Regions from separate parts of the Anser cygnoides genome. Here region 2 is linked to region 1. A link is a contact called in public Hi-C data. All regions are on one chromosome and are shown on one strand. Each heading gives the region's core, a stretch centred on a gene start, on an enhancer-like site or on the middle of the called end of the contact. The rest is flanking DNA. Distances are from core to core; before and after follow the strand shown.

Region 1 (5,556 bases), core at 1,932-4,431:
TCAGCCTGGAGAAGAGAAGGCCCCGGGGAGACCTCTCAGCAGCCTGCCCATGCCTAACGGCAGCTACAGGAAAGCTGTGGAGGCACTCGTTGTCAGAGGGTGTGGTGACAGGACAAGGAGTAATGGCTTTAAACTAAAAGAGGGTAGGTTTAGATGAGATACAAGGAAGAAATCCTTCACTCAGAGGGTGGTGAGGCCCTGGCCCAGGCTGCCCCATCCCTGGCAGTGCCCAAGGCCAGGCTGGATGGGGCTGGGGGCAGCCTGGGCTGATTGGAGGTGTCCCTGCCCGTGGCAGGGTGGGTGGAATTACATGATCTTTACAGTCCCTTCCAACACAAATCATCCTGTGATTCTATGAAAACAAACAGCTCCAGCGAGCAGTGAGAAAACAGACACAGCTTGTGCTACTGGATGAAACAGCAACATCAGATACTCGCTTTTATAAGTGTCAAAAAAACTACATGGCCCAACACTATTGCATTTTTCACCCCGATATGTCTTCTGAGACTATTCATTAGAAAATATTTATGAGATCTCAGGAATGCCAAGTCATACTGCTCTTTAACTTGGTGAGTCACCTGTCCCAGGCTTATATTTCTTTTTTCATTAAAACTGAAAAGTTTTTTCAGGAAAGAAAAATAAATATTTCCTGAAAAGATGCCACTAAACATAACCACAATCACATATCTGGACATACCAACTCTCAACAGCTCTCTTACATCAGAGAAGCCACTTTCTTTCTCTCGAGAGCCAAGAAACAGATTTTTGCTCCTGTGTTCAGGAGACCCTTGCAGGGCAGGGAGTGGAACAATTTCAGAGTTGCAGTTCTACTTCATTCTATTTAGAAAAAAAGTCTGGATCCCAGCTTGAAGCTTTCTCTGAGTCTATGTATGTCAGTAGAAAGCATGAAGAAAAATATCCCTTCAGAGAGTTTCATCCCAGCCTCCAGGAGCACTAGCGATTAGCACAGCCCTCCAAGAGCAAGCGTGCATATGACAATCCAATGACAATGACTGCTGAGGTTTTCTACACTATCGATGCTATTCAGTGAACCAACAGCACTGGATACAGTTTGCACCTTCTGAAGTTTCCTGAGAAACAGCACCACAAAGAGTTGAATTATTTTACTTAGTACTGTTTAAATAACAGGAGACCATAATACTCAGAGTATCACCGATGATTAACTCCAGGTCCTATGAGACCCTTTAGGCTGGTCTCCTACAAAACAGACCAGTACACGACTTGCCCAAGATGTACACGTTCCTCAGCATTCTGGTGACTGCCTCTCACACCACCTACACTGCTGATTAAAGCAGCCCCCATTTACACTCCATCCTCACGCAGGTCCTGTACGAAATCCTGCCTCTGTGACGGAACAGATGGGAAACAATGAAAAGCTAAGTATTACCCGCACACAGGCGTCATCCACCACAAACAGCCAGCGTGCTGTACCCTTACAACACTCCTCAAGAGAGCGTCTTGCAAACTTCTTACTAGAACATCCCAGCTTGGTTACTCGAGTGCCCCTCTACCTACTCCGCTGCAGAACGGCTGTTATTCTAGTTTTAGAGGCAGACGTATCAGAATCAGGATCACTTTCTGAATCTCTTCAAGAAGAATACAAAAAATCAATTAAAGAAATTAAGAAAATACTTTATCCACATTTTAAGGAAGCCTACAGAGCTGATACAGGGAATTAGATGACAATGAACTGTACTTCTGTACCCTAGAATTTGATTGAAATAATAGAAGATAAAGATGACGCTACACCAGATTACACAACATGGTTTTATAAATCAGCCATCTGCTCACCAGCTACCACAGTGAACGTTCCCTTTATAATTTACGACAGCTGTTTACAGATGTTTTTCAGTGAAGCACCAGCAAACAGGGATGGCCTTGACCAGCCTTCAACCTGACAAAAGAGCACCAGGAAGCTTCAGGCTTATGGTTACTATTCACAAAGGAGGCACCGAGCAATGAAGTAGCTCACTTTTGATCCTTTGCAAATTAACATTAAGCAAGAGCACAGGAACATGAAAAACTACAGGAAAGACAAGGCAGGGCAATGTGAAAGGGCACTACAAGCAGAAGACAGTCTGAGCTAAATGCCAGGGTAATATATCTACCACAGATACCTATCTATCACATACCTACCCACACACACTACAGTGTGTTATTCAAACATTCCCTCCAGAGCACTGGGATGTAACATTAAATACAGCTGGAAAACACTGCGTGGGTCACAGGTCAGTACATAGCAACAACCAAGAAAACAAGCATATTTTGTAAGTGAACAGAGAAGGGTAGAAAAATGCTACTGAAGAAGCTGACAAACAGATCCACCCGAACAGGATTACCATTCCACATCAACCCGGACACGCTGCTGTGAAGTTACAGTATTTTCAGAAGTTGACAATAAGAATGAACAGAGGCCTAGAAAAAAAGCCTGAGTGAAAACAAAGCACGTATTCTATCTCTTCTGGGAAACGGAGATACTCCTAATCTGTTTACTTTCTTTCATAACATGAGAAAAAACACAATCGAGTGAACTAGGAGACATGAAACTGAAAGTAAAACATTTTTAGACAACAGGTAGATTGCCCTTTAGAAGTCTGTCACAGGATTTTACAAGTCGTGCAGAGGAGCAGGATTAAAAAGGATGAGGGTACTCAACCAGTAAGATTTTTCTAAAGGTTAAAGAATACAAACACATACTGGAAGGGATACAAGCTCTTGTAAACAAGCAAACAACTGAGAACAAGCTTCCTAGATTAGCTTGCTACAGTCTCACACATTTTAGATTTCACACAAAACTACTGGGCTAGCTGGTTTGCTGACCTAACAGTGCAATAACTGTTCTAGCTCTTCACAGTAACAAACTTGACCTTTCTGCAGCCAATTGTGGTTTTCAAGACCACCTAAACATAAAACACAGCATATTGTAAGAGAATGCAAAAAACACAGTACGTATGCCAAACCAAATATATTTTATTAAACTATGCAGCTTTGATAGGTTAAAGGTGACCTGCAAATCAATTTGTGCAACTTTCATCCACGTAAGCAATACACGTTGCATTATATGCTCCATTAGCCAGGCTAAGAGAACAGGGAGATCTGGTTTATCAATCGAAACATTTTTCTTCTTAGGTCTTAGGAACTAAGAAGAAATACTAAGAATTGTGCCCATATAGCAGTGGGCCATGGAGTCTGCTTTCCAGTAGCACTTACCTGACCCCTTGTAGGCCGGCTCCGAGCTCCAGCGGGATCCCTGGGTGATGTGATATCACCAGCATGGTGCATGAGGGGTGTTACATTGGAGCGGGAGCCGGAGGTCCTAGTGGGGCTGCACTTCATGGAACCTAAGAAAAAGAAATAGTAAGCGTTTTGGTTATGTGCTGAATGCTGCTCTCTGCTTAGCCTGGAGAATGAGAGCATTCAGCACAAACACTGAAACGATTTTGTCAAATTGATTTGCAGACCACCTTTTCATGAGTGACTTTCTGGTCATTTGCCACAGAACTCCCTGTCCTCTCACAGTACCACCATGACTGCAGACAAACGTTTACAATGCTGCAATAAGTGGGTTAGTCCCACTGTTCTTTGGCTGCACAGCTCCATGTGTCATGCCAGCAACCTTCCTTATATCAAAACCCTTTATTTCAGCAAGTACCTTACCTCTTCGCTGATGCTAAATATTAATAACTCTGCCATCAGGACTATACTACGTTTCCAAGCCTATCACAAAGAGAGGTATGAGTACAAGGCCCTGTGATAGAATGGGCTTGGAGAATTCTAGTCCCAAATCCCTCTCCACTGGAGAAAAAAAAACCAACATCGTTGTCCTCTTGTGTAAATGGAGTCAGATTCATTTTGGAATGCTTATCACTTTGAAAGTCCAGTAGCAATTCATTTTTCTTTTTATTTTTTTTTTAGAGGTTTTGCTATCAGAGAGCATAACAGGTAATATACCATGAGAATCAATAAAACAGAAACATCAGCTGAAAGGAAAAATACATCTTAGCCATCCAGTATCAATTAAAAAAAAATTACTGTCCATTCAGCTTAAAGTCCAAATGGAGTGCAAGGGCACTCTTCTTCCTCCTCCCACCACTTTAGCAGGACATGAAAATTCACAGTGCAAGTCTCAAAACAGCCCACATGCACTGCAAAGTCACAGAAAGTTGACGAGCTCCCTATCTTGAGTGAAAACAGGAAAAAGTACAGCTTTCTGACCACTAAAATCACTTTTAAAAGGTGCAAGTTCAATATTCTGTACATCCCATGTACTGCATATTTCACAAATATTGTTTCAACAGTGCAGTCCAGACTGAAATGCCTGTGCCAAAAGACCTCTTCCTTTGTCAAGCCAACTCTAAGTAAAACAGAGTACATCCCAGCTACGACACTCTTCCTGCTCCATGCTCTGCAAGTTCCTGCTCAGTGATATTTTTAAGCAAAGCATTTCAAGGAAAGACATTCTGCTCAGTAACCAGACCCTGGTGCCAAAAGCAAGACAACAAAATTTCTAACAGTAGTACTGTCATTTTTTATTTTTAAAAATGAAACAAACAAACAAACAGTGTCAGGGGCACAGACCTTCTACGGTATTAGATGTTTGAACTAAGATTAGAGTGTTAGATTTGGAACTGAATTTTGAACTGAGATGTGTGTTGCCCACTGGCTAGTGCACTATACTCGAGCATCAGAAGTCTGTCGAAGCAACATGGATATTGTTTTCACATGCAAGCTCTGGTTTGCCTACTGCTTTCAGTGAAACAAACCTGGAGAAAATACTGCCAGAGACTGACCATTTACATTGAAACTTCACAGTCCTGAGTCAACTTAAGAGCGGTAGCTAACAGCCTCAATTTCTATACCAAGGTATTTGTAAGAAGTAATTTCATGAAATCATTCTCCAGCTAGAAAAGAACAGCCTTGCTCCTTCTGCTCAGCTGACAGCGGCTTTTCTTCTCCTGCACAAGCCCAGCAGGAACAGATGTAAAATACGAACCCAGCAAAATCAAAGTGAAAGACCTTCTGCTGGACTCTGTCTGGCAACCTCTTTAGATGGAGACAAGGAGAGCAAGGCACGAGACAAACCCAATTTGGATGCAGCTCCTTGTGAAATCGGAGCCTTGGGGCCCCACAGCTCCCCCAGTTACTGCATACTCGTCCTTTGCGTTCTTTGCTCACGCTCTAGCAAACAACCGCAGACAGTTACTACCACCACCTTGTTTTGCTTTTTTCAGTGGAAGGGAGGAGTACTTTTCAAATGAGGAAAATTTTACACAATTAAAAAAGGTTATTCAAACTCTGGTGAGAGGCAGGGAAGGGTGCTGCCTTCAGCTTATCACAGCTTTTCTCATAATTCCCTTGGCATGGAGAGAAGGAAGAAACAAATGAAGAGACCTGTGAGAACACCCATCAAAATACTTAAGAAAAAAAAATACACAAAGGACCCACTGATCAGTTTGCAATTTTTAAATATAAGTTTCTGAAATGTACATCTAAGAACCTATTTCTGAATATGCTGTACTGATTAAACTATTTTGA
Region 2 (5,556 bases), core at 1,272-3,771, 79 kb after region 1:
ATAAACCCATTCTTCATGTGCCTGTGCGATACAGGACACAGTAGGAGGCACAAACATTGAGAGTGCAGGCAAAGGGAGCTGCTGCTCTCTGGACTGAGCACAAACACCTGCCGGAAGCATCGTTCCCACCTGCAGGGGAGCAGGTAGTAGCCCCCAGTAGCCACCAGCCCCCAGTAGCCACCAGGGGAGATATAACATCTACAAGAAAGAGAAGAAAACTCTGTCATGATTTGTTAAGTAAAACATCTTAGTTTCTCAGCAAGTAGCTGGCAGTCAGAGGTGCGATATCCTAATCCGATGTTTAGTGCATCGACAGCAAAAGGAGGAGCTCATAGGCTAGAACCTGCGACAGGTTTTCTTCGATAACTTCCTGCAAGTTTGCTTTTAGCATCCATGGAAATTCCCTGTGATAGAAGTCAGGATTAAGACCAAGGGCCTAGCAAAATACGTGGAGTAATCTGTCTAATTCTAGGCATTCCCATTCCAAAATATTTAGTCGAAATGGAGTGGGTGTAGAGAAAGGGAATGGGGACTGATTTGTATGAATGCTTTTTTCCTTTTATTTATCCCAGCAAAATGAAAGCCACAAGGAGGTGTTTCCCCTTAAAGTATTTTAAATAATTAAACTCACCAGAGAATGAAGTAAGTATAAACGTGAGAAAAGGTTTATTTTCGAACCAATGTATTGGTTTGAAATAAAAGTGGGTTGGGAACATCCTACTGACCCCCATCTGACTGAAGGATTTGTAAAAGCTATTTTCAGGAGCAAGGAGCCTGGTTATGTGAAGGTTATCAAATGGTAAATTTATTGAGAAATCTTAGGGTGCCATGCATCGGACCAAAAAGGACTGGTCTCTGAACTGACGATTCCTCCTGGTCTTGCTGCTGAAAGTTTCTGCTGCTCAAGATGCTGTACAGGCCTTGCTTTGGTGAGTGGATCCTACCCTGTTCAGGTTCATGGGGATCTGAACACTGCAGCGGTTTGGTTGCAAATCTTGGACGTCTGGGGGCAGCCGGGTCGTGTTAGGGACAGTGACACCGCGTCATTGGGTTGCGCAGCCTGCTCTGAGGAACATTGCTTTGGGGCTCAGGAAGAGCCTCGGGTTCAGCCTCTGCAGGCAGCCTCCCCCCTGCTGGGTGAGTGTTTTCCGTGCTTCCACACTGCCTTCCTTGCAGCCATTCTCGTCTGAAGGGACCAAGTGCTGGTGTCTGTTTATCGGCGCTAATGTGGAGCTGCTGTGTTGCAGGAGGCCAGGAAGGAGTTCAGATGGAGTCCTGCTGGTTTTGTAGCGGTGGAAATTCCCTGGAGCTGCAACTTGTCCTGACCTCTTGCCTGCCCCTCCAGGGTGGGTTTTTCCATGCTGTTAGTCAGAGCTGTTTTTCACCACGTTCCCAAGGCAGTAAGCATCCTTTCCGTGTACGTTTGCTTACATTGCGTCCCAAGTGCACTCCACCAGGCTCAGCTCACCTTCCCCAGCAGAGAAAGAAACAACAGAGGGGCAGGACAGCTGCTCATCCATGCTTGAACTTGATCCAACCACACAAGGGCTTGATGATCCTGAAGGCCTTTTCCAGCCTAAACGATTCTGTGACCCCGATGGGATACAGATGGGAGGGTGGGGGCAGGGGATGGGGAGTCCTGCAGGGAGGGCAGGGTGGGAAAGCCAGGGTCTGGGCCACAGCTGGGCCTGGGGCAGGTGGGGCAGGAGTCCTCCAGCAGAGGCTGTAAGGGCCGCGCTAAGGCTGTGTGGGGTGTTTGGGGCACGGTGACTGCCCCGTAGGGCATCGTGGCTGGCTGCTGCTGCTGGGGTGGAGCCAGGGCCCCTCCATGCGACGTGAAGGTGAATCACAGGTTCACGGAACGTCCTGCATTGGAAGGGAGCCACCAGGTCACCGAGGCCAGCTCCTGGCTCCACACAGGACCACCAAAAACCAGACCCGATGGCTGAGCGCGCTGTCTGAACGCTCCTCGAACTGGCAGCTCGGGGCCGCGCCCGCTGCCCTGGGGGGCCTGCCGCAGTGTCCGAGCACCCCCGGGAGCTGAGCCTTCCCCTCAGGCCCCAGCCCCACGCCACCCCCCGGCTCCCGTCCCCTGAGCGCGGCGCCCAGCGCCTGCCCCTTGCCGGAAGCCCCTCCCCGGGCGCGGGGCGGGGCCGGGCGGGCCGCAGCGGGGTGCTCGCCCGGCCGAGGTGGGTGCCGGGGGGGCGGCGGCCGCCCGGGGGCCGCGCGGGGCCGGCGGCGAGCTCCGCTGCGGCGCTTCCCGGTGCGGGGCGGGGGCCGGCTCGGGGAGGCCGGGCCCGTGGCGGCGGGCCGAGCCGGGCCGGGCCGGGCCGAGCCGGGCCGAGCCGAGCGAGAACCGGCCCCGCTCCGCTCCCTCCGGGGCGGCGGCGCGGAGCTGCCCGCGGGCGGCGGAGGCGCGGCGGCCTCGCGGCCGGGGGGGTCGCCGGGCGGCCCGGGCGATCGCGGAGCTGGGCCGGGGCCGGGCCGTGCCCCCTCGGAGCTGCCCCGTGCCCGGCCCCCGGCCCCGGGGGATGAGGCGCTCGCCGGGGCTCCCTTCGCCCTGCCCGGGCCCGGAGCACCGTGGCCCCGGTGTGAGGGGACTTTGTGCCGGCAAAGATGGTTGCTGGGGCTCTCCCGAGCGTGGAGGAAGTGCTGACATTTATTTTTTCCTGTTTTGCAGAGGCGTGGGTCCTGCAGCCGCGGGGGGACGAGGCCGTGCGCTGCCGCTGGGCTCAGCACCCCCGTGCCCCAGGTGAGCGGGGTCGGGGCGCGAGCCCCATTTCCCCGGGGCCGTGCGTGCCCCTTACCAGGATGTGGCTTTTCGTGCCTGGTAAAGCTGAGCCCACGGTGACAGAGGTGAAAAACTTGTTTTGGACCGAGCGTGTTTATCGGGCAGAGCTCAAGGTGAATTGTTTGTTTGCGGTCTAGGTTTCAAGCGTAGCTCCTGTTAGCAGTCCCCGAGGACCGTCGCGCACGGCCCTTGTCACCAGCGCTGGGTTTCGAGGGAGAACAAAGTACAAACAGCTCCCGCTTGCTGGGCCCGATCGCAGCTCCCAGTTGTGCTGTGGGTAGGACCTAGCGGGAGCTGCCCCCCCGGCTGCTGTGCCACGCAGGCAGCGCGAGGAAAAAAAGATGCCAAACAAAATGGGAAGCCTTGGCTAGGGTTTTAAAAACTTTTAGATTGGAAAAAAGCCATCCCAAGTGTTGGGGATGCTTCTCTAGCTGGGTCTTGTTCTCCTCCTGAGCCTCCCTGTACACCTGGATCCCAGCACATGGGGCTGAGCCCTGAACCAGCTCCTTGCTCAGCCCCTCGAAGGCCTGGGCTCGAGGTTTTTTGTCAGTGGGGCTGCCTTGGCCAAGATGTAGGGTCCGGTGTGTGTAAGTAATAAATTACTTGATTAAGGACCCATAATCTTTAGCACAGCGTTGTATGTCTGCTTGTGGTCTGTGCAGTGACAGGGGCTCGCTGGATTGCTTGCGATCTCCCTTGGGTGCGAGGCTGGAGGCGAGCAGCTTCGCTGGTTCCTGGGCAATGGGGCCGGCGCCTCTCTGTCCCCACCCCTATAAACACAGAAATCCCAGGAGGCACCAAGGCAATATAATTGGTGTCTGGTTACCAAGCTGGAGCAGGTGAGCACGACGTGGGATCTTTCTGCTGAATGCTTTGTCCAAGCGCAAGCTTAACTCCTGCGCTCTTTCCTCTCTTCTCGCCGCTGTCGTGCAGGACCTATGAAGCACCAAGTGTCCATCATGTCCGACTGGGTGCTCCTCGGGCTGATCGGGGTGCTGGTCGTGCTGCTGCTGCTGACCGTCTTCGGCTTCGCTGTCTACTCGGGGCTCTTCACAGAGGTGGTGGTGAGCGCCGGCTCGCCGCCCATCGGCAGCATCACGCTGGCCTACAAGTTCAGAGTGGGTCCCTATGGCGAATCGGGGCAGCTCTTCACAGACGGCTGCAGCATCTCGTCGAAGCTCTGCTCCATCGGCGTCTACTACGACAACCCGCACACGGTAAGGTCTGCCTGCACGGGTCTGCAGCTCGGGTACCTCCGTGGCGCCGCCTCGGGCACTTGCAGCTCACCCTCCTTCAGTGAGCACTGGGGCTCGTGAGGTCTCCAGGTCTGCGAGGGGCGATCTGTGCATAAACGCATCTGAAGGCGGGTGGTGTCTTGGATACCCCTCGCCGGAAGGCATTGGGCGAGCAAAACAAAGCTCTGGTGGCTCCTGCTGAACAAGTTGTACCTCTGCTTTGGTTACGGAGCAGAGCCCAGTGCCTGTGGTCCCATGGCGATGTGTTCCCCGATGGACCTGCCGGCAGGCAGTGCAGCCAAGGCTCCTTCTTCTCCGTGGCTCCAGGCAGGTGGTCTCTTCGCCTTGCTATGTCCCCATCCATGCTCCTCCTCCTGTTTCTGCCGTTCCCTGGTGTTTCCAAGCTCCCCGTAGTCGTTTCATCCCTCGACAGTTGTTACCGAAACCTCAGCAGGCGAGTGCTGAGGGCTCCTGGCTGATGAAACGGGGGCTCCACAGCCTGCCTCAGGTGGGGAGGCGAGCAGCAGGCGTGTGCCGACTGATGGCTACTGGCCAGAGCTCAGTGCTCTGGAGACACAGAGAGCAACAGTGGCAAATGCAAGCGCGTTGTAACTTGCTGGGGGACGAGTGGCCTGGCTGCCGGCTCTGGGTGGCACCGGGGCCTCCAGATAGCAGCGTGCAGGCACCTGCCTCTGTGGACAGCCCGGCTCTCCAGTAATTCTGCAGTAGCTGGTGTGACCCTGGAAGAATGCTGCAAGGGAGGAGTGCCAGGAGGGGCCTGTGGCCCTGCACATGTGTTTGGGCGCGTGCGCTGGGGCTCGGAGGGGGCACAGTGGTTGGGCCAAGAGCTCTGGCTCCGTGCTGCTGCGCTACGGGGTGTTGGAGCGCCTGGCCCTGCTTTAGGAGCCCTCCTGGGCTGGGTAATGCCTGCCTCTGCTTTCTTGCAAAGTGGTGCTCCCGAAGGTTGGACCTGCTTAGAAGGAGCTTGTCCATGAAAACGTAGCTTGGAGGGGCCTTGTCTTGGCAGGCGGAGCAGCTGCAGCTGTTGGAAGGGTGCAGAGCTGTGCTCAGCACTGTCCCACTCCAGGGACATGGTGTAGATGCATCTGTTCCTGCCCTGCACATGGTGTCTCCTCCCAGGAGAGATGCTCTGGTGCCTTCAGCATCTTTGTGGCCCTTCCTTGGGCTCTCTCCCACCTGTCCGTGGTTCTCTCACCCCGGGGAGCCCAGAACTGGACCCAGCTCTCCAGGTGTGGCCTCACCAGTGCTGAGCAGAGGGGAGGGATCACCTTGATGTGCTGGCAACGCTCCTAACGCAGCCCAGGACACCGCTGGCCACCTTTGCCATCAGGGCACAAGGCTGGCTCACGCTCACATCGGTGTCCACCAGGCCCCCCCAGGTCCTTTCCTGCTGGGTCGCCTCCCAGCTGGCTGCTCCCCAGCACGTGCTGGGGCCTAGGGTTGCTCCTCCAGCCCCCATCTCCAGCCTGCCCAGGTCCCCCTGGATGGCAGCAGCACCCTCCTGGCCTT

What was found. A called contact is a pair of places that touch in the nucleus more often than the background predicts.
Region 2: a contact with region 1 is called in a Hi-C map of liver, with 2.1 times the contacts expected there. The contact joins the promoter of TEX264 here to the enhancer-like site in region 1. A contact is called at or near these places in 3 of 7 Hi-C or Micro-C datasets (all in liver).

The regions. Positions count from the first base shown.
Region 1 is chr10:17,946,441-17,951,996 of Taihu_goose_T2T_genome, reverse strand. The region is part of intron 12 of USP4 (ubiquitin specific peptidase 4); the gene reads right to left. Among named protein-coding and RNA genes, the nearest start is that of EMC3, 23 kb to the left of the region's middle. Within about 2 kb of position 3,181, at least 1 of the 3 cell types and tissues checked has open chromatin away from gene starts, as enhancers often do. A contact at or near this core is called in liver, where this site is marked.
Region 2 is chr10:17,866,575-17,872,130 of Taihu_goose_T2T_genome, reverse strand. TEX264 (testis expressed 264, ER-phagy receptor) reads left to right here and starts at 2,521. Exons shown (of 5, transcript XM_013201831.3): 1 at 2,521-2,752; 2 at 3,725-4,008. The coding sequence starts at 2,617.